Linked DNA regions of Rattus norvegicus: region 1 is linked to region 2. The links are chromatin contacts, called in public Hi-C maps. All regions are on one chromosome and are shown on one strand. The core of a region is the stretch at or near the end of the contact, and the rest is flanking DNA. Distances in the headings are between cores, read along the strand shown.

Region 1 (5,016 bases), core at 1,285-3,784, 330 kb before region 2:
ATTATTAAACTAATACATGCGAGTGGAGAGACAGAACCAAGATGGAGTAGAATGGAGGGGCACAGATAGGTTACATGTGTATTAGGAGTGAGAGCACCGATCTTCATCTGGGAAGGAAATGAAGGGGCAGGGTTTTTGGAAAAGAGGAGGTTGGGGGGGTTGGGGATTTAGCTCAGTGGTAGAGCACTTGCCTAGAAAGCGCAAGGCCCTGGGTTCGGTCCCCAGCTCTGAAAAAAAGAAAAAAAAAAAAAAAAAGAGGAGGTTGGGAATTGGGGATGTGGCTCAGCTGGTAAAGTGCTTGCCTAGCACGCACAAAGCCTTGGGTTCGATTCCCAACAATGCATCTATTAGATGAGATAGAACCAGAAGGTCAAGGTCATTTTTGGTTACATAAAAAGTCAGTAGCAGCCCGGGATACATAAGACTTACAGGAAGAGGAAAGAAAAAGGAAGCTGGAACCCTGCTTACTACCACCGCAGCCCAGGAGCCTCTCAGGGAATTCGCTTTAGCACAGGCAGAAAGCCACAATGCTCTCCAAGGAGCCAGAGTGCCCTTCACACAGACAGAACTCATTCCCTGCTAGCCTCAGCGGGCCTGGAAGGTGGCAGCACAATCCAGCCATAAAAAATGTGCATCGCGCCTGGATGTGTAGGTGCCCCACCCAGAGCCTTTGTCCATCTGCACGCCATCCTGGCAGTCATTCAGTCCAGAGAAGTAGGCTTGCTTGAACAGCAGAAATTCTCCCCCTTGTGTGTGAAAAAAAAAAAAAGGAGGAGGCCGTTTGGGGGTACACTGTTCCCTTCCAGTGCAGATGGCACTGCGTCCCCCCCCCCCCCAGTTTTTCAGCTACCCTTAAGAGTACACTTGAGCACCCAGTCTCTTTTCTAAGAGTCAGGGCTCAACATTAACCTCACAAATCATCTATGTAGTTACAGATGAACTAGAGAGTAGTAAAGTGACCATACAGGCTTGCCCGATCCCTGAACCAGATGCGGGCGTAGGGGGTGGCGGACGACAAAGGCAAGTGACAGTTTTGCTAGGAGAACCCAAAACTACACAAAGAGGGGAATGGAAGTCCTGGAGGTGAGGTCTTGACTCTAATACAATTCGCCATTCGGTCCCTGGAGCTAAGCCCCAGGCATCGAGGCTCTACAGGATGGTAAGGAGCACTTGAGAACTAGTCTTTCTGGAGACGGGTTGGCTAGTTCCCATCTCTGCATCTCAGGCGAACTTTGAGGACGCCCAACTTTTCGGCTTGCGAGGAAGGTACAGATCACCATTTCCGCTAGATGGCGATATTTCCCCGAATCCATCCGCCTCAAGACACCCAATTTATAAAATAAATACAATCCAACGCCTTCCGAAACCACACCACATAATAACAGCACACAGGCTCCCATTAAAATCTCAGTCTCGGGAAATTGACTCTCCCCCCGAGAAAATCTAATGCAACTATACTTTAATAAGATGCAATCGAGAGTTGCATCCAAGCGTCTTTCATATTTGCACCGGCCCCCCAATACACCTGTCCCTCTTCCCTAGTTATACTCAGGGATGAGCCATGGCTCAAGTCAGGCGCTGAGTCCTCGCGGTGCCTTGCCTTCCTCTTAGGAACGTCGGACCTTTTGGGACTCTCACCCCTTAGCACCCACCCCAAGTCTGGCACACCGGACGCTCCTAGACAAGGGTCACTCACACTGTACAATGTCGACACCCCGCAACCCCCGGCAGGTGCGTTCATTTCTAGCCTCTGCAATCCTGGCCTGGATGAAGCGAGCGAATCGGGCTTCAGGGTGGGTGAGAGGGATGACCAGATGTGTCAAGAGCTCTGTGGGTCGAGGGGGCTCTCGCCCTAGGAGGAGGTGGCCGCGCAGGAGAGAGCTCCAGGCCGGTACACAGCGGGTGGGACAGGCACCGAGTCTGTCCAGCCACGCGCAACGCCTGCTGCCCGCAGGGCAGCATTTTAGGGGGAAAAAAAAAAGAAAAAAAACCACCAAACCACAAAACTTTCCTGCTGCCAAGAGCGAAGGCGATTCATCTGAGGCAAAGACCTAAGTGTGTGAGATGAGACACCGGGTTGAGGAGTCACTGATCATGAGGTGGCTGAGCGCAAGTGTCCGCAGCGCCTTGGGGACCTCAGGACCCCGTGCCCCTCGGTCCACGCTTACCTTGGCGGCTGCATGAGCCCCTCCAGCCCGCGGGGGGTTGGCACTGGCGGGGCTGCGCGCGAAGACCAGGTGTAGGGCGGTCGCTCGTGGGGCCCTGGGTGAGGTGGGAGGGGCACGGCTGGAGCTGATCCCCTCAGCTCCGCGGACTCAGTAGCGGCCCGGGGCACTCCGCCTGCTCCCCGGCTGCATGCCTGCGAGCGCCTGGAGGAGCGGGCCTCAGGAGCGGCCCGCTGGCCAGTGCTTCCCGGGCGCAGGGCTCGGGCGGCGCAGCTTGTACTTCCGAGAAGCCTGCAGAGTAGGGCGGCCCGGGCTAACCTGCTGCCTCGCCCGGCCTGTCGCCGCCACCGCCACCGCTGAGCGCGGCGTCGCGAGGTTCGTTTGCGCGCGGCAGGGAGGGGGCGGGCCCGGCGCCCCGGGAGCGGGCGGGGGGCGAGCGCGGGCGGGGCGGAGGGAGGGGCGGGAGAGGTGGGGTCTGGGTTCCAAAGGCTCCGCCCCGTCGCGGTCCCACCCTTGCTGATCCGCGCTAGTGGGTGTGTGAGGACCTGGGGGTGTGCCTGCCAAAAAGCGCACACTTCCCCGCGGGCTCACGATCCCAAGGTGGGAGCAGCAAGTGCAGCGACCCTCCCTCCCGCTAACGTATTCAACTTTCCTAACCCTGGGCAAGATGGCTTGGAATCCACGTTTTCAACCTGGGGGCCTACGGTGGTTAGAGGTTTCTAATCGTGGATAAATATTGACATCTGCCGAGACCCACCTTTTTTCTATAAGGATTTTACTCTTGTTTAAGAATCTTATTGGAAAAAATAAATAATATGTATATTGCATGTAGAGTGCGCGAATACACTCGACTAAAATTACAGGCAGAGTCTGGAGTAAAAAGACTGTCTCGCACGCCCTCCCATTGCGGTCCAGCTTCAGAGGTAACCTCCGGTCACAGCGTCTCCCTCCCACCCCCACCTCGCACACACCCGCCCCGCCCCCTCCTCGCATAGATTGCCAGAGGAAACTCCCCGGCTTCTCAAAAGGATTCTTCATGCAACTCACACACACAGTGGAGAGCACAGCCAGCCGCTAGCGGCTCATCTCTGGGTCTCACCCCAACGCCACGTATAGGTCTGAAACTCTAGCTGGGGTGTGAAGTCAGCCGGGACACGCAGCTCACACTCAAATTAGCACTGAACATTTTAGCTGCCAGGATATTTTATACAGGGTTATGACCTGATCGTCTCTTAATCTGAACCAAGCGCTGGAATTTTGATAGGATGAGAACTCTGTTTAATGAAAAGGTATCGTCAGTATTAAGACCCTCATCGTTATTTATGATCTTAAGGGATGCGGTTTTGAACTCAATGTTCTGCATTTTACTGGCCAAATGAATTCGGATAATCTATAACTGAGCTATAAATAAGCTCCGTGTGTTTTTAGCAGGAAGGGATTGGGCGTTGGCCCCTTTCTATAATTAGCCCCGACCTTGGACAAATCTTTTAGGTCTTTTGAGCCTCAGTTTCCTTGTCTATAAATAAGGAAGTGTGTGTGTGTGTGTGTGTGTGTGTGTGTGTGTGTGTGTGTGTGTGAGAGAGAGAGAGAGAGAGAGAGAGAGAGAGAGAGTGAGTTTGCATTTCCTTTTCATATATTCCATCATCCTATGCCTGGGGACACTCCCCCAACCCAATCCCCAATCCTCAAATCCCAGGGGTTGTTTTTCTCAGCTCTGACATCAATGTGTAATTACACCTTTATCTGTGGCCTTCTCATCATACTTAAGTGATCAGGAACCACTCCTTGGGCTCATCGTGCCATCCTCAGCATCCAGGAGAGCCTGGTGTAGAACAGAGGCAGAATAATTGTTATCACTTGGGTCATCCCCGCACCCCTTGTACCCCTTGTTTTTAAAATGCTCTTTGGACGGGCCCAACATTTCACAATATAGACCTAATTTTCAAAAGTCACTGTTAGAAAGTAGTCAATAGGTTTTTCTCTTTTGGGGGTACAAACAACCCACTTCCTAGACCAAGAGGGTTTAATCTCAGTTCAAGCTTGGGTCAGTGGAGAAAGCCAGCCAGAGTTATTTACCTTGGTGAGTGTGGCCAGTGAAGACAAGGAATATTAATGCCACTCATTCCATACACGATTGCCACAGAATTCTCTGCACAGGCAGCTTAAATACGCCCATAAGCACCGACTTTAAATAAGGCCATGCACGGGTGTGTTGAGTGTGTCAATAAGAACTGTGCATGGCTTCAAGAACAACCTAGAAACATTCCTAATCTAAACCTCCAGGGAACTTTTCTTTTTCTTTTAACCCTGAATTCCTTAGGAACAGGAAATAGGCTAATTTGGGTTTTTGTTTGTTTGAATACAGAGGTAGCAAACTTGGACTTGGAAGTCACAGGTATATTTGTAGTAGATTTTCCTCCTCCCCCTCCTCCCCTTCCTCCTCCCTCTCCTCTTCCCCCTCCTCCCTTTTGGTTTATCTGTGTAACCAACGCTGCCCTGGATTTTGCTCTAGGCAGCAGGCTAGCCTCGAACGCAGAGATTTGCATACCTCTCTGCCTTCCGAGTGCTAGGATTAAAGGCGTGCGCCACCACACCGGACCCCAGTTTCTCATCTGATACACAGAACAGCAGAGGGAGGGTTAAAAATGTGGCTTCATAGAAAGACAGCTGAGGCTTCTACCCCTTCCAGACCACTCTTTCCTTCCTTTTGTGAGAAGAAAGGTTTGTTCCCAGCGGAGAGGCCGGTCGCCAGCTTGCCCTCGCTGCAGCGGTTAGGTGAGAGAAGAGTCAACGGCTGGCGAGAAGTGTCCCGCGTTGGCGCAACCGGGAGGCGGTTCTCCTCCGAGCACCA
Region 2 (4,687 bases), core at 2,068-4,567:
TAACTCCCATGACCACACTACCTCAGGACAGATAAGTGGCAGGGCCAGATCTCCCACGCTCCAGCCACCAGGGCCAGCTTGACTGTCTGCCTAGGCAAGGTGCAGGGCCCATTCTTCTGAGTGAGAGGGCCAGGGCCCATTCTCTTCTCTCATGACCCCGGGCCAAGTCTCCTGACTGCCACAAGTGTCAAGTAGTAAGGCACACTTTTCACAATTTTTAAGAGTTCTCCTCAATGGCTTTCTGTCTAGGCTGTTACTTTTCTGTGAGAGGGTATGGGGAGATAGGGGTTGTCACAGAAACCTTCTAGGTTCCTCCTCCTCAGTTGTGAGTCTGTGGTCACCAATACCTTTGCAATCAGCAGGAGCACAGAATATGGTCTCTGGCATCATCAGCATGTGTCACAAACTTCAGCATGGTCTCTGGTGGCAGTACAGACTGCCACAGACATCAACATGACCCTCAGACACAGGATATGTCATGCTCCCCATCATAGCCCTTGGTGACAACCTAGACTATGGACATCAACACAGCCACTGGTTGCAGGATGACCACAGACCCAGACATGGCCCTTGCTGGCAGCATGGACCATGGATATCAATATGGCCTCAGGTGCATCAACATAGCCCTTTGTGGCAGCACAGGAGAGATATCAGCACGACTTTAGGCAGCAGCAGACTATGGATATCCACATGGCCCTTTGTGGTAAGTCTCTCTACCGACATCAACATGGCCCCTGGCTGCTGGAGCCAATGGCACATTCACATGAACCTTGGGCTTCAACACTACATGGGCAGTGGACCACAGCATGGGTCCAGGGGCAGCATGGATCATAGAGATTCAGAAAATCCACTGCTTTTCATCTTGGACCACCCAGTCACTGCTTAGAACTAGGGTGATTGTACAGCTGGGCAGCATATTTGGGGTCTGAATCTGTGTGAGCTCCAGGCTTCTGCAAATCACCGTCTGCCTTATTCTGCAACAGCCGTCCCTCACACCTGTCACTGCCCATGGTGTTTCTGTTCCCTGTCTCTCCACTGCGTCTTCATCGCTCAGTTCCTCTATCTCTTCTATCTTTCCATTACTTACTTCTTTGTCACAGTACTACTGGAAACTGCAGCATGTCATATATATACATACATACATATATATTTTTTTTCTCAAACAAATTTACATGCAAATATTCATTGCAACAAACTGTTGGTCTGGTTCAAGGCTTCTGGTTTCTGAAGCACCATAAACTCTTGACCATCATTAAGCCTAGTCTCACATACACTGCGTTGCTGAGGGTCAGGGAGATGCTGTTGCTAGGCAGAGTGTCTGGGGATAAACAGATTTTAAATAAATGACTACAAATTCGAGCGATAGGAAGTACTTTCACTTAGGAAGAGATCGTGTGACTGGTTTACATCGCCACTAGGTCATTCTACTAGGACATGGTCTCTTTGGAGGACCAAGCATTATAAAACAATAAAGGTCAGCTGAGCCATAGAGATCCCATGTTAGATCGGATACATCTGGAGTGCATTCTACATAGAAGTCAGGGAACGTAAAAGCTCAAATACAAATCAAGATGTCTAATGATCAGAAAACCGGTCTTCAGACATATAGCAAGCAGCAGGCAGAAGGGGAATTGGGTTAAAATACTCAGGACGAGGCATGAGGAGGAAGAGCTGTATGCTTGGAAATGTGTAATTCTGAATGAGGGCAGTGTATAATTAATTCTGTATAAGGATAATGCTTTAGACACAGTTCAAAGCAACACTGGTTCCTGCTCCTTCTACTCCTGTATATCACACTTCCTCACTCCTTAACTTTATTCTACGAACCAGGCAAAGACCTTTGACACAGAGAGGCAATCTAGACCTGTTGAGAGTGTTGGCAGGGGACTAACGATGCATCCACCTTGTCCTTCAGTCATGATAGACTTTAAGGTATAGCAGGCCCCAGACAGACAGACCCTAAAGGAAACCACTTGGCTAAGTAACTTGACCCTGGAAAATTCCCTTCTTTTTCTAGACTATAAGCTGAGGAGATTTGAGTTGTGAGAAAAAGCACGGCAAAAACTGGAATCCCAATACCCAGGAAGTTGGCTGTTTTCCCCACACCTCTCTTCTCACCTCCACATTCTAGCTTTTCACTTCTCCCCAAGCCAATAGCATTCATCGTGGCAGTAATTTTGACTCAGGGTGGTGCCGGGGTTAGTGTAGGGCTTGACCCCAACCCACAAGAGTAGGATTTGACTGATGGTGCAGACTTTTCTGCCCTGGGAGCCATCACACGTCTTCCAGCCAAGCCTCTTGTGCGCTTCAAAGGAAGACACAATAAATTGTGCTGGGGCTCCCAACCCCAGCTGCCAAGGACAGAGTCGCAAACGGCAGGCCTTGTGCTTTTAGAAGAATCTGAGTCTCCGGGGTAAGGTTTCCTGTAAGTGTGGGTGTTCAGATGGCTTGTTTTGGTGATGTTTTTGATACATGCAACTGCTTCCAGAGGCTCAGAAATGAAAGGGCTGTGCCAGAAAATCTTCACACACGAGTAAATAATAGCACAAACGAATCCCGAGGCCCAGCAGTCATTCTTCACGCTCGCATTCTCCAACGCCCTTTCCCCAGTCTCCAGTTCCAAACTTGTCGAAGTTTCAGCAGAGGCGCTAGGCACAAAAAAATGTTCCAAAGTCGGCTTGGCTGAGGGCGGCCCGCCCATGCAAGGACAGGGAATTCCAAGATAAACAGGCCGCCTTATCGCTCCAGACTTTGTTGGCACGGAGCCCTCATTTCCAGCCCCAGAACATATTTTGTGTGGATAATGGACAAGCAGTTACTGCGTAAACACACGAGGAGCTTGCAGGTGTTGTGTTCCTCAGCGTTTGCCAACCAGATGTTCTTCTGTGGGACTTGCCTTTTGGCCCCCTCTGTGCCTGGAGCTGAACTGAAATATTACTCTTTTTCTCCCTGTCTGTGAAATAAAGCGATGTTCTCATGGGAGATGCCCCAAAATAAGAATAAGTGCTGGTTTTCACTTGCAAATGATTCATGTGTTTGTGTGTCTTTCCTTTTCTAGTCTCTCTCTCTCTCTCTCTCTCTCTCTCTCTCTCTCTCTCTCTCTCCATTCCTCCTCCCTTCATTTTTTTTTTCTTTTATAACATTTAGGGCAAGATGTTCCTATTAAATTAAGCATGTAAATCTTACCGTTTGCGAAGGAACCCCTCTAGTCTCCTTGGAAAATTCCAGCTGTGACTTTCATTCTCATGTTCTCATGCTCTGGATTGACTTGAGATTCAGTAGGTGTCTCACACAATGTTTTAAGACAAGGTCAAAGGGTGAGTGCATCCGAGCCATGTTTGGTCAGCAAGTTTTCTCTCTTTGTGGCTAAGCCTGTGTGTGATACATCAGGGGTCAGTCAGAAGAAGACTGTGTGCTTTAGAGAGCCTGGAAGTTTAAAGGAGCCAGAGTCACGAGTGGACTTGGGTTAGAAACTGAAATGTCATCAGAAACTATAGTGAAGTTCTCCTTCATGTGTCATTAACCTAGAAAGGTTCGATCTGGCTTTCATGGAGGGAGTCTTGGCCTGAGCTTTGGCTCAGAGCAGAGGCTCGTGCAAACTGGTTCAATGAAACCTCAGAAGTCCCACAGGTAACGTGGAGTGGGTCTCACTCCTCCACCCTACCTTTTACACTAAGTGGGTCTTGGGCATTTGTGCCTCAGCGCCTGGGCCTTCAGGTTCATTTGTCAATATGCTCAGTGCAAGGCAGCTAAGGCTGCTCTGACTGCTTCTCAGGTCTTCCTCGACTGACTACAAAAGGAGACAGCCTCCAAGCCCCCAAGAGGTTAAAGGTCGATCATGGAAAGTACAAAAAGTGGGGGCGGGGTTGGGCTGCAGAAGAGATCAAGCTTTATACTTAAGAATGCAGTGCTTGGCAACTCGCTCGAGGGTTAAGAACCTATTTGATATTTTATCTGATCCTTTTGTGATTATAAATGGCCGTGGTTTCTAAAACAGGTCAGCTTCCTTTATTAAATACCAACAGCAAATATAGGAGGCAGGGAAATTAACCTCTCTTTGCTACTGAGTTCTGTGGGTCTTAATGAGTTCATTTAAGTTACCTAGTCGTTTGCCAATCAGTAGCAAAGACAATCCAACTTGAAAACCCTTAAGACCAAGTCCGAAGCAGTTCCTAGAAGCTCAAGGGTTCAACGGACTAGGAGCCACTGTTGATGTTTTATGGGTGAGATCACCAAACATGGATTAATTAAATAGCTTCTACCCTCTTTTAACAGTATTTTGACGTGGAATGGGTCAAATTTTGTGAAATCTGTCATTTTGCATTCAAGACACCGGTAGGTCATTAGACACTGGAGTTGCACTGGAATTTCCCACCTATTGATGCTGGTGTCTCTCCCTGCCTAGCGATACCCTTTGGAAGAAACTGATTTGTTATCCTTCCCAAAGCGAGTTGTATGAAGATGCTTCAAGGTTGACTCTAGACTGGAGTGGAAGAGGATGACCTGGAATTAGGAAGGACACCTACGATCCCTCTGTGTTCATCAGGGCTCAGGTATCAGTTACAGTAACACTCTAGTGGGAAGATGTCGTGCATGTCGGAGAAAGTGCAGAGGCAGCTCCCCTGGCCATTCCATTGTTTAGGCCTGGGCTCCTGCTCCCAGGGTGCCCTACAGTATGCATCTGTAC

Evidence for each region. Hi-C and Micro-C count contacts between places; a contact is called where the count stands out from the background.
Region 1: a Hi-C map of mammary epithelial cells shows a contact between it and region 2, with 1.7 times the contacts expected there. The contact joins the promoter of Rgma here to the enhancer-like site in region 2. A contact is called at or near these places in 4 of 12 Hi-C or Micro-C datasets (the A7r5 cell line, frontal cortex, mammary epithelial cells and 1 more).

What each region holds. Positions count from the first base shown.
Region 1 is chr1:136,536,300-136,541,315 of GRCr8, reverse strand. It overlaps Rgma (repulsive guidance molecule BMP co-receptor a), which reads right to left and starts at 2,534. Exons shown (of 4, transcript NM_001107524.1): 1 at 2,169-2,534. The coding sequence starts at 2,182.
Region 2 is chr1:136,207,816-136,212,502 of GRCr8, reverse strand. No RefSeq gene overlaps it. Among named protein-coding and RNA genes, the nearest start is that of Rgma, 330 kb to the left of the region's middle. Within about 2 kb of position 3,317, at least 12 of the 93 cell types and tissues checked have an H3K27ac peak or open chromatin away from gene starts, as enhancers often do.